2 separate regions of the Sus scrofa genome follow, and region 1 is linked to region 2. A link is a contact called in public Hi-C data. All regions are on one chromosome and are shown on one strand. The core of a region is the stretch at or near the end of the contact, and the rest is flanking DNA. Distances in the headings are between cores, read along the strand shown. Region 1 has its middle 49 kb from the start of RPA1. Region 2 holds the start of WDR81 (WD repeat-containing protein 81).

What was found. Hi-C and Micro-C count contacts between places; a contact is called where the count stands out from the background.
Region 1: a contact with region 2 is called in a Hi-C map of skeletal muscle, with 2.5 times the contacts expected there. The contact joins the enhancer-like site here to the promoter of WDR81 in region 2. A contact is called at or near these places in 2 of 5 promoter capture datasets (fetal liver and liver), 5 of 47 Hi-C or Micro-C datasets (embryonic fibroblasts, fetal heart ventricle, heart right ventricle and 2 more) and 2 of 2 datasets of contacts at active chromatin or transcription factors (alveolar macrophages and skeletal muscle).

The regions. Positions count from the first base shown.
Region 1 is chr12:48,055,323-48,061,633 of Sscrofa11.1, reverse strand. No RefSeq gene overlaps it. Among named protein-coding and RNA genes, the nearest start is that of RPA1, 49 kb to the right of the region's middle. Within about 2 kb of position 4,738, at least 13 of the 83 cell types and tissues checked have an H3K27ac peak or open chromatin away from gene starts, as enhancers often do. A contact at or near this core is called in skeletal muscle, where this site is marked.
Region 2 is chr12:47,917,045-47,923,459 of Sscrofa11.1, reverse strand. WDR81 (WD repeat-containing protein 81) reads right to left here and starts at 1,642. Exons shown (of 9, transcript XM_021067573.1): 1 at 1-1,642. The coding sequence starts at 1,203. TLCD2 (TLC domain-containing protein 2) reads left to right here and starts at 5,203. Exons shown (of 5, transcript XM_021067585.1): 1 at 5,203-6,415.

The DNA of each region.
Region 1 (6,311 bases), core at 3,489-5,988, 140 kb before region 2:
TGGGCGCGGCGGTGAGTGGGATGAAATAACCGGCCGTTCCCACCCCCCGCTGCGGGGTCTGCTTCCAGACCCCGAGCAGGCTGATCTGCAGCTCCTGGAAAACAGCGCTGGCGCCTGTCTGTCTCCAAAGGAATGTCATTGCCGGCCCTTCCAGCTTATCTCCCTAGTGCTTTCGAGATCAAAACCCCACACTCGTTAACTACAAACTTTGCCGAGGGAACCATACCCACCGAGGTGCAGGAGGTGGTGCCAACTCTCTCATTAAAGTGTCTTTCCACATGAAAACTCACTGCCAGTGACAATGGGCACTTGGCCGCTGCCAATTCAGAATAAGATGCTGAAGAAAGGAGAGGAAAACAGCTGTGTCCAGGTCCAAACAGATTAAATTTATGGCTGGCGGACGAGGGCTGGAAGCTGTTTATTGCATGCTTGCTGCCTTATTTTTTTTTTTTTTAGGTGATTTTCAAAAATGTTCTTTCCGTCGGCGATGTGCCTTTTTTTTGCATGGGGCCTGGGCCTTGTGCTGGTGGCCCTGTGTTCCTCCCTGCTGTGGCTCAGATGTCATCAAGCAATCAAGCATCGGCCACTAAGGGTACAACACAGTTGTACCTGAGGTGGAGGGGAGCAGATAGAGGAGGGTGAGTCCTGAGCCGAGGAGCCAAGCAGAACAGCCCCAGGAGGGAGGGAGCCAGTTGTTCATGGAATGTGATGGACACTTGAGTGTGCCCATGCCCCTCATTGCCCAGCAAGAAGAGCATGACAGGGGAGTTCGCATCGTGGTTCAGCAGAAATGAATCCGACTAGGAACCAAGAGGTTGGGGGTTCGATCCCTGGCCTCGAGCAGTGGGTTAAGGATCCAGCATTGCCATGAACTGTGGTGTTGGTCATAGACGTGGCTTGGATCCTGCATTGCTGTGGCTGTGGCGTAGGTCAGCAGCTGTAGCTCCGATTCGACCCCTAACCTGGGAACCTCCATATGCCGTGGGTGAGGCCCTAAAAAGCAAAAACAAAAACAAACCAAAAAAAGCATGACAGAATCCAGGATGGAGGCAGCAGCTGTAGTTTCCCAGGGCTGCTGAAATGCCCACACACACACGGTGGCAAAAAACAACAGAAATTTATTCTCTCCAGGTCTGGAGGCCAGACATCTGAAAACAAGAGGTCGATAGGGCTGTTTCCTCCTGGAGGCTCTGAGAGACAAGCTGTTCCACGCCTCTTAGATTCTGGTCGCTGCCAGCAATCCTCGATGTCCTTGGCTTGAAGCACGACTCCAATCTCTGCTTCTGTCTTCGTGTCACCTCCTCGGTGTGTCCTCAATCCTTCTCTTCTAAGGACAATGGGCGTTGGAGTTCGGGTCCACCCTGATTGAGGATGACCTCATCTGGAAGTCCTTAACATAAGAGCATCTGCAAAGACCTTCTTGCCAAATAAAATCACACTCACAGGTTCCGTGAGACTATAGCTTTTGGGAAAACACCCTTTGAAAGTCCTCAAAGGAGGATGAGGAGGAAGCAGAAGCTCCAGCTTTACATGGAAACCAAGCCATCATGTTTTATGTACATTTCTCTGAAGATATAGTTCAGTTCACACTCGGCTTGAAAAAAAACAAAAAAGCACACTCGGTGCTTGAGAAATGTCAACTATTGCATTTCAGCGAACGTGTACAGAACAATCAAAATGTTGAACATCCCCAAGCAGATGCAGACCTTCACCAAAGTCTCTTTCGGAGGCACACCGCCTAGGTCTGGAAAGAGCAGCTTCTGTTTCCAGCCTGGTTGATTTTTCTAGAGCATAAGCTCTGTGCTTCCAACGTCTGGTTCACCCAGAGGAGAAAATATAATACTTATTATCCCTGGCACATTTATAGAGGGTTTTATGCTTTCTCGTTCTCATAAATCCTTGCGTTTGATGCTCACTGCCACCCTAGGAGGCGGGGGGTGGGGACAGGCACCACCATCACTGCAAGGTAAGGACACCAGGCGGCAGGCAAAATGGGCTTCCCAATGTGGAGTCCCGAGGGGGACGGCCAGGATAGCCACCAGGTCCCCTCTTTTCTTTACTCTCCTCCTTGCAGGAGTCCCACTGTCCCTTTGCAAGCCTCCGAGTCCCAGGAAAGGTAATGATAATTCAGATCCCACCGAAGAGCTGGGATGGGAAGAGAAAAGATGGGGGAGGGAGGAAGGACCACGGGAAAGACCCAGGAAGAGGGGCTGTGGTCACTAAGGCCATGCTGTGGTCATTTCAGAGACAACTGCAGCTTCCACCCAGGAGGGGACACAGGAAGGGAGCAGGAACAGCCGAGCGCCTTCAAAGAGATGGGACCATAAGTCTTTTGAAATTAAATATTCTTGGAGTTCCCGTTGTGGCTCAATGGAAACGAATCCGACTAGGAACCATGAGGTTTCAGGTTCGATCCCTGGCTTCACTCAGTGGTTTAAGGATCCAGCCTTGCCATGAGCTGTGGTGTAGGCCGTGGACGCAGCTCGGATCTGGCGTGGCTGTGGCTGTGGTGTAGGCCGGCAGCTGTAGCTCTGATGAGACCCCTAACCTGGGAACCTCCATATACTGCAGGTGTGGCCCTAAAAAGCCAAAACAAAAAAAAAAACCAAAAAGTAAAATTAAATATTCTTCCTACTTGCAAAACCTTTTCCTTGGGACCCCGAGCTTGCCCTCAGCAATGACAGTGTCGGCCCCAGAGAGATCTGGAAGACTGGCAGCCACTTGTCCCCTCTGGTGTGCCTGTGGCCAGAAGAGATCTTAGATGCAAGAGCTTCTCGGAGGTCACATGGTCTAATGAATTAAGGTTAACAGCTACACAGCGAAAGAAAGGGCAATGAACTTTACTTTGCTGCCACTCTGCTTCTAAGTCAATACTTTGGGGATTGCCTCACTCAGTCATCAAATGCCAGGAGTTCCTCTGAACGACAAGTTGGCGGCAGCCGATGGGCCTCCAAAATACATGAGCGGACCCCTGCTCCCTTCCGAGGGTCAGACCAGTCTCTGCCTTGTGCAAAACCCTCAGGACACAGAAAAGCCAAAGAGGCTCGCTTCAGAAAATTCTGTTGGCTAAACGATTCCCACCCACAAGGACACCAGCTCCTGCAGCAATGAACCTGCAGAATCTAGCCTTCTTCCCCAGTGGCCTGGGAGAGCTCTCCCCGCAGAAGACCCCCCCACAGCCCACACTTCTATTTTTTTGGGGGGGGCACTCTGCTCCTCTAGAAGGAAGACTTAAGCTATTTACATGGTCATTTTTGTTACAGTATTGAAAGCCTTGAAATGATCACAAAAGGAAAAGAGGAAAATATGCCTCCTAAAAAGAGCTGAGGCAAATTATTATAGCAACCGAATCCTAAAAGGAATTTTCAAGTAAAAATATGGCTCATGTGAAGTTGTTATGGCAACTGACATTTAAAAGTAACTGGATTTGGGCAAGTTTCTTCCTCCACCCTCTCTGCAAAGTCTTGCAGGAACTTCACGCTAAAATTATGCTTTAATTTTAATTAGCCAAATAGGTCATAAATATAGCTTATTCCCAAATCCTTACAATGTCTGCCCTGCAAGCACTGATCTCCTAATGAGAAAATATTTCTGCAAAAACCCACTTACCATTAAAAATCCGATCCAATATTTTTCTAATATAATTTATCAATTTAAACACATTGCATAATGTGATATTCTGTAGCATTCCATTAAGATGATAAATAGCGGTGGGGGGGGCAAACAAGATATTAAATATATCACAAGCAGTGTATTCAAATAACCCTGGCCATCGCCAAGGAAGAGACACTGTTCCCATCCTCGAATACAGTCTAAGCTCAGCTGCATATCCCTGACTGTAAGGGTATTAATAGGACAGAAGAAGGGGGGCAATAAGAAATGACAGGCAACTTCAGTAGAAATAAAATTTCTATTAGGCTTTGTTATAAGATTACATCAAAGCAATTCATATGTTTTAATCTGGAGAGAGAAAAAGCAACGACTTGGGGTTTGTGCCTGGGGGCCGCCTCTGTGGATCGAACCACACAGTTTGCATAATGAACAATTTTCATTCAATCAGGATCTCAGCATAGATAGCTCCCACTCAAAAGGTCCTAGACACTGGCTCATAGTTTTTAATTCTCCCAGCTCCCCCTGCTGGAGGAAGAGCGTGTAACAGGGAGGAAGGGATGGAGGGCTGCTTTCTAAGCCACTGCTCTAAATTCAGATCCTTTATAAAGTTAGAGACCGGACTTTATTCATTCCCTGCCCCCCCCCAAGCAGAAAGACCTAGAAATGTCCTCAGTAAGACAGGGGTGCACCTCCTTTAGCACTACCTATAGGAGAAAAGAGGCTGGGGGTGGGGGGTTGTTCGCCCTTTCCACTGTTGACCGAGTTAGGGGTTTTAGAAACTGCTATTTGCATCCCGGCCCAAATATGGAGGCACTGCAGTTGCTGGAAGCTGACTGGTGGACATGGTCGCCGGTGTAAAACCCCACATGTCATTCCTACCTGGCTAATCAACCTTCAAGTTTCCCAGCTGTCCAGGTCTTCATAAAATAAAATGGAAAAAGAAAAAGAAAAAGAAAAAAAAGCTACCCACATGGAATTGCATTTTCATGCACAATGGAAAACTTAAAAGCTGAACAAATCGTTTTGAAAAACTGGCACAGACGACGCTGGCTTGAAGGAAGGGAAGTCCTGGGCGAGCCGGCCGCGCCAGGACCCGGCGCTGCGGCCTAATCCGCCTTGATCCGAGGGTTTAGCGCGGCTCCCGCCGCTTCTCCCCCTCCGCGGAAGCCGCGGAACCGCTCGGCCCCATCCACCTGGCTCCTTCTCGAGCCCAGCGCCTTCTGCTTTTCCGCGGGGAGGCCGCGCCGGGAGGGGGAGCGACATGAAGCCGTGTGAAACTGTTTTCGAAAACCTGGGATGATCATTTAAATGTTTAAAATATGCACATGGTAATTCAAAACTAATTACCCTGAGCACATTTGAAACATTCATGCCATCATCTCTGGATCCTGCCTGCTGATTGTGTGCCACAGCTCATTCTGGTGTTTCTATAAACTGCTCCAGCGATTTTAAGTTCCAGGCTAAATCAGGCAGCCCGGGCCCTGCCTCCCGCCCTGGTTGGTGGAGAGACCCCTTCCCCCCACATCCAGGAAAGGAGGCGGCGCCCGCTTCCCCAGGAGAGCCATTTGTCATGGTCAGGTAGTTCTGGCTGCCGAGTCATTGCTCTCAGAGCTGTTCATAATTGTCATTTCCATTATTTAATTTAGGTTAAGATGACCTCTCTCCCCACCGAAGCCTTTCCCAGGCTCCCTTCCCATCCCCCTCCCCTGCTTCTGCACGAGGACCCATTTCCGGGTTCACTCTGGGGCATCAGAAAGTTGCCTCGACGACCCACCGTTTGGGGGGTGAATATTGGACATTTTCACGAAGGCCAAAGGGTTGTAAGGTGGCCTCCTCCACCAGCCCTCTTGAGAACAGGACTGCACGTGCCCCCTCCCTCCCCAGGGAGCAGCAGCCATTGCTGGGCACAGGTTACTCTAGCCAAGGGCATGCGCGCACATGCACCTCAAAATGCACCTCCCACACGGGGGCAAACCTTGCTAACAGACTGGGCTCATTAGACCCAGGCAGGTCCTGAAGCAAATTCAGTTCCCCGTTTTCCAGAATAAAATGAGTTCTCTTCCTTTGGGGGCACTAAACCAGCAGGCCAGTAGCTCAGAGACTGAGAAGGGTGATGCTGTGGCTGAAATAACTTTGACTTCCCCAGTTTATTCAAGGAGACTGATCTCAGCTGAGGAGCTGGAATGGGAAGAGGAGGCACAATTCTAGAGTCGGGAAATGAGCACCGCTTTATAAATATGCTCCACGAAACAGAGCAGTGATGGTCAAAGTCTTCTTAGCGCTTAGAAGCAGCTCAAACCCAGGGGTGGGTTGCAGACGTTAAGAAATGCGAAACTGGGTTAGAGTCCCACCACCAGCTGAAGGTTGATAGAGTGATATTACCGGGTTTAACTAGGGCCATTAAGAGACTCTTCATTATCCCCACAGCCCCGCCACCAAAGCTATCACATGAGCCATAATGCAAGAGAGAATTTTCATTCCATCAACAAGAGAGGGAGCCAGTCTATCTTTGTCCAAAGAAAATGAGCCGCCCAGCATGAAGCTTGTGAGGAATTGAGTGTACAAGACTCCAATAACATCCCCCGCAGGATTTCTTCAGCTATTTAGTTGGCTAAGCAGAGAGGCTGCACTGGAGCAATCTTCCCGGGTACCTGGCTGGCCAGAACCTCAGCTCCAGGAGCAACGGATAATTGGTCAAT
Region 2 (6,415 bases), core at 393-2,892:
AGACTTGCGCAGGTCTCTGAAGCGCCCGTGGGGCGTGGTGAAGTCCACCACCCAGGGCAGCACTGGGTGGTAATTGGGATCCCCCTGCCGCCGACCTGCCAACCGATTCAGCTGCATGAGGTAGTGGAAGTTGCTGATGCGGCCGTGCACCCAGTCTAGCACAAGGCCCCTAAGTTCCTCCTGGCAGGTGGGACACCCAGGTCCCCGTCCTCCCTCCTCTCCAGGCTCCGCGCCCACCCCGTTCCTTGCCGCAGGGCTCTCCTCATTTTCATCCTCCTTGGGCCTCTCATAAGCACGCAGGTCCAGCCGGAGCTCACTGCAGAGCTTCTCATCCACAGCGATGTGGTGCAAAGACAGGGGCCCGCAGGACAGTCCCTGGCGATGACAAGCATCCATGGCCCTCAGTACACGGAAGAGAATGAAGAGCACCTTGGCTTGGCTGTTGGTCAGCTTGGCAGGGCTGAAGGTGACCACATCATGCAGGGAGAACTGCACATAAGGGTGCACCACGTAGAGCATCCCTGGGGACTCCAGCAGAGCCTCAGCTCTCAGAAGACTGGGAGAGGCCGGACAGCCCCGTGGGGGACAGGAGCCATCTCTGGCATATGATGGGCATTGGGTAGTTTCACCCACTGGCAGGAAGGGGCAACCATAGACCCTCTGCAGAGCTTGTCGTACTGAGTCCAGGGCAGGGACAGCTGAGGGGGCAGGAATATGACTATAGGGCTGCCCATAAGTGTGATATGCGTGGCGCCACAGGTTGCGATAATTCTGGGCAGCCACATCCTGCATGAAGCGAGTGAGGGTCTCTGGGCTGCAGGACCCCTCCTCAAAAGGCAGGCCGCCCAGCGGGTAGGAGAGCCTCCGTTTCCGCAGCCCATGCACCTCCACTCGGGTCCAGCCGGGGGGCAGCCTCTGCACGGAGCGCTGCAGAAGAGTCCTCACTTCCGCTTCGCCCAGGCCTTCTGCGCGGGGACAGGGTCCCAGGGGCAGCCGGCGCTCGCGGAGGCTGGCCAGCCAGCGCGCGGGCACTAGGGCCACCACGTGGGTGCCCCCTGGGGCTGGAGCCAGTTGCCGGGCATCGATGTTCAGGTCCCTCTCCACGCTCCGGAGCAGTTCCTCCATGTCGGGGCTCAGGGCCGGTGACCAGCCCTCGGCTTCGGTGGTAAGAGCGACTTCCCGCCCCCTGTTCCCCAGGGCCATCCCCTCTTGGCCGCCTGGGGGCAGCGCGGGGCTGAGCCTGGCCAAGGCCCTCCTCGCCACAGCTTCCGGGGTGGCAGGCCGGGCGGGTAGGTGAGGATGGGCGAGGGACAGGGGCTGGGGGGGAGGCAGCGGGGGTGGGCCGGGGACAGAGGGGGGCGGGGGCGCTCTTACCCCTCCGTAGGGTCTGGCGCTCCCGGCGCGGCGGGGCGGGGGCTGCAGGGCGCCAGCGCGGGGCGCCACCGTGACGGGTCAGCTGATGCTGCTCACGTGATCGCCCCGACACGGAAACAACCGCACGTGGCTCGACTAAGCTGGGGGGGACCCCGCCTCTCGCTCGCACCACCGCTCGCCCCGCCTCGGCTCAGCGCTTTTGCTTGGTCTGGTGGCGACTTCGCTTCCTCCTGGGCTGAAAGCGGCAAGGGAGGGGGACACTGAGCGGCCCAAAAGCTTTCCCCTCCCTGCTCGTCCTCCTCCTGGCACCGGGTCGCGGACTAAGGAGGTTTTGTCTAGAGATCACAGCCTTTAACCGGCTGAATATCCCCGCCACCACCGCCACCACCTCGCTCTGGTTTTACAGCTAAGACACCGAAGCGGGAGTTGGGACTTTTGACATCGAGTCCCTTCACTGCCTCCATGCTGCCTTCCAAAAGAAAGAGCGTTAATTTTCCAAAATATTTCGTCAGTAACACTCCACTTGGCCCTCAGGACACTCAGTGAGGTAGGAAGGATGGTTATTATTATGTTTCACAGGTGAAAACCAAGAACCTCCAAAGAGGCTCATCCATTTGGCAGAATGGAGACTTAGAATCTGGAGCACAGACGGTCTGTCCCGGGAGGCCTTTTGTGTGTGTGCTTCAGGGCAGTCTGGGGGAGAGAAGTAGCCCAGGCTCAAAGGCCTGGAGTTCTTGGGAGGAAATGTTCCCCCAAGACTTCCTGTTGAAGATCTGCCTCTGCTGTGCCACAGAGCCTGCCTGCTGTGGTCAGGGCCTTGCAGATGCCACGGTGGCTGGGAGGAGGGTGCAGCACAGGACAGAGAGCAGAAACCAGAGAGCTGGCACCAAAGCTACAGGAGTTCTTTCAGGGTCTCAGTTATGATTCATTTGCAGGATAGGCCATTGTCTTCCCAGAACCCACTCTCTGTTTTTTTGAGTCCCACTCCTGGAAGGAGAGTTTACCTCACACAGGGAGTCTGGTGTGGAGATGTGGGAGTTCCATAAAGGTACTTAAGAAAAACTAAAGTCCTAATTGGAGAGGAAACAGGAATGGCTCAGCCATGATCCGATGCCATCGTATTTTCTTTCTTGAAAGGGCAACCAGAGCCCCTGCTTGGTCACATGATCTTGGGCAGTAATAACTTAAAACCACCATTTATGAGAACTGATTAGGAATCAGGCATCTCACCAAGCACTTTGCATACTTTGATTTGTTTAATTCTTACTGCAACACTTTTTTTTTTTTTTCTGTCTTTTTGCCGTTTCTAGGGCTGCTCCTGCGTCATATGGAGGTTCCCAGGCTAGGAGTCGAATCGGAGCTGTAGCCACCGGCCTATGCCAGAGCCACAGCAACGCGCGATCCGAGCTGCATCTGCGACCTACACCACAGCTCACGGCAACGCCAGATCCTTAACCCACTGAGCAGGGCCAGGGACCGAACCCGCAACCTCATGGTTCCTAGTCGAATTCATTAACCACTGCACCTCGATGGGAACTCCTGCAACACTTTTTTTTTTAAGCCACACCCAAGGCATGCAGAAGATCCTGGACCAGGGATCAAATCTGCGCTATAGCAGTGACCCAAACCACAGCACTGACCCAAACCACAGAGCTGACAATGCTGGATCCTTAACCTACTGAGCCACCAGGGAACTCCCCTCAGCCCTTTTTAAGAAGAGTTTTTTGGGTTGTTTGTTTTTTAGGACCTCATCCATGGCATATAGAGGTTCCCAGGCTAGGGGTCTGATCAGAGCTACAACTGCTGGCCTATACCACAGCCACAGCAACACCAGATCCTCAACCCACTGAGCGAGGCCAGGGATCAAACCTGCAACTGCATGGTTCCTAGTCGGATTCATTTCTGCTGCAGCACGACGGGAACTCCTGAAGATAGTTTTATATCCATTTTAGGATGAAGAAGCTGACTACCTTAGGTAACTTGCCCAAGGTCACATAGCTAAGAAGTCGTAGAGCCATGATTCAAACTCAGGCCCATCTCACTCTATAAGCAATGTTCTTCATACTCCTTGGCCATGCACTACTATTTTTTCACCTGGGAAATGAGGTGTCCCTTGACAATCTTGTATTCCCGACATTGGTCTGAGAACCAGAGACCAGAGGATGGATAATTTGGACAGGTGGTACGGCCTGCCTCTTAGTACCAATAAAATTGGGTCCTTGTAGTCTTTGCTCTGGTCTCAGTTTACCTAGCTAGACCAAGCAGGCATTACTTTTTCTTCAAGTTTGTGTGTGCCCTGCCCTCTAGTGGTTCTGGCTTGCAATGCAACAATGACCTTGAGTGTAATTAACCTTACCTCTCAAGACAGTTCTTTCCTTCTCTTAAATAGGGATGTCCTGGCAATACTGGGCACTGGTGTACTAAGATTTCTGAGGCACTGACACCTTCCTCAATCTGAGCCCTAAAACCATGGTTTTCCAAATGTATGATGTACTTCTGATTGAGACCCTGGAATCTGAATTTTTAACAAGCAACAGAATTAAGCAGGTAATTTCCAAGCTGCATCTTGCAATAGAATGCTCTGTGCAGCTCTATTCTCAAATGCTTCCTGAATCCCAACCCACTACCCTTAGGTTTTGGGGAATCTGGTACCAAATTAGCCACTCCCCTTTGCCAATCTCAGTATTGAGTTTCTTGGAGTTCATGGCTTGGATGGTCAGGGAGCGAGGCTGCAGAGCCCCAGCAGTCAGCCTGTGTTGAATGTTAGCTCTTGCTGCTGATCTGGAAGAAAAGTGAAGGAGGCTGGAATTCCCTCCTGCTGCAGAGGAAACGAATCCTCCTAGTATCCAGACAGGGGGTTGATCCCGGGTCTCGCTCAGTGGGTTAAGGATCTGGTGTTGCCATAAGCTGTGGTGTAGGTCGCAGATGTGGCTAAACATTAGTGCACCAACTGTGGGCCAGGTATTGTAGTAAGTGTTTTCAAACATACTTCTTTTGGAGTTCCCCTTGTGGCCCAGTGGAAAAGAATATGACTAGTAACCATGAGGTTGTGGGTTCAATCCCTGGCCTTGATCAGCGGGTTAAGTACTTCCATAAGCAGCAAGTTCGGCCCTAAAAAAAAAAAAAAAAAGCAAACATACTTCTATTTATTTATTTATGGCAATGCCCATGGCATGCAGAAGTTCCCCAGCCTGGAATCAAACCTGACCAAAGCAGTGACCTGAGCCACAGCAGGGATAATGCTGAATCCTTAACTACTAGGCCACCAGGGAACTCCAAACATATTCCTTTTTAAATCCCTACAATAAGCCATGCACTTATTATACATTCTATATTTTTGGGGGGTCTTTTAAAAAAAATTTTTTTTTGTCTTTTTAGGGCCGCACCCATGGCACATGGAGGTTCCCGGGCTAGTGGTCTAGTCAGAGCTACAGCTGCCAGCCTACACCAGAGCCACAGCAATGCCAGATCCGAGCCGCGTCTGCGACCTACACCACAGGTCATGGCAATGCCTAATCCTTCACCCATTGATCAAGGCCAGGGATTGAACTCACAACCTCTTGGTTCCTAGTCAGATTTGTTTTTGCTGTGCCACAACGGGAACTCCTACATTCTATTTTGTAAATGAAAAAAATGAGGCTTAAAGATGTTAAGCATCTTCATCAAACTCAGAGCTAGTAAGGGAGTTCCCATTGTGACTTAGCAGGTTAAGAACCCAACTAGTATCCATGAGGATGTGGATTCGATCCCAGGCCTCGCTCGGTGGGTTAAGGATCCAGCACTGCTGCAAGCTGCAGTGTAGGTTGCAGATGGGGCCCAAATCTGGGGTTGCTGTGGCTGTGGCCCCAGCTGCAGCTCAGATTTGACGCCTAGCCTAGGAACTTTCATATGTCACAGATGTGGCCCTAAAAAAAAAAATCAAAAACCTCACATCTGGTAAGAGCTTGCATTTGAATACAAGTTTGTCTAACTCAATGATTCTCAACTGGGGGCGCTTTTGGCCTCCAGGGGACATTTGGTAATGTCTGCAGACAGTTTTGATTGTCATAAGTAAGGTGTGTGTGTGTGTGTGTGCTGATAGCATCTAATTTGGCTGGGGATGCTGGCAAAAAAGCTGCTATGTACAGGACAGCTTCCGCAAGAAACTATCCAGTCCCAATGTCAATAGTGCTGTGACTGAGAAATCCTGGACTTGAAGCCTGTGCTTTTGCCCTATAGGGAGGGAGGGTGGGGGCATGAAAAGTTAGAACGAGATGGGAAAGGGCCTCCTCCAAGGGGTGAAAAGGGAATGGGGCTTCTATGCTAAGGATAGTGGAGAACAGGGCCAGCTGGTGAGATTTCTTTCTTCCAGGCTTGGCCAAGACCCTGCTCAGCTTCTCCCAACCTTGCCAATTCAGTCCTGGGACTTCACACTAAGCTTGTCCTGGAGTGACCCTGACTCCCAGCTCCAGGCTGGGGCAAAATATTGACCTGGGTCTTCGGGCAGGACTTCCCAGCCAAAGCCCCTGATCCCTGGGGCCATTGCGTGCCACCTGCAGCCCTTGGGCAGCTACACATTAACACCTTTGCAATGAAGGGGTGAAAGTGTTAAAAATGGAGCAGGGCCAGGCCGTGTCTAAGGAGTTAGAAGTGGAGTAACAGGTAAAGCCAGGAGGATCCCGTAGCAAAACCCTGTCTGGAGAGGAAATGGAGCAGGGAGGAGGAGACAGCTTGACCCTGAGGAGGCTTGTTTCCATAACCATTCATCTCTAGGCTTGGTCCTCAGCTTCACTGAACCTTCCCCAGTACCTCTTCCTGGAGCACCTACATACCCCGCCAGCCACCATTCTGGGCCTCCCCAGTAGTGGCCTCCCTATGAGACTGGGGAGGACGGGTCTGAGCTGACTTTGCTGACAGGAAATACCTCTCCTTCCAAGCTCAGAGCCTCTGAAGAACTAACCAGCAGCTTGGGGGAGGGAGGAAGGAGAGGGCGGAGGAGGAAGACAGTCTTGGAGAGGGAAGAGGGAAGAACGTACAAGCAGGTCCTCCATATTTGGGGTTC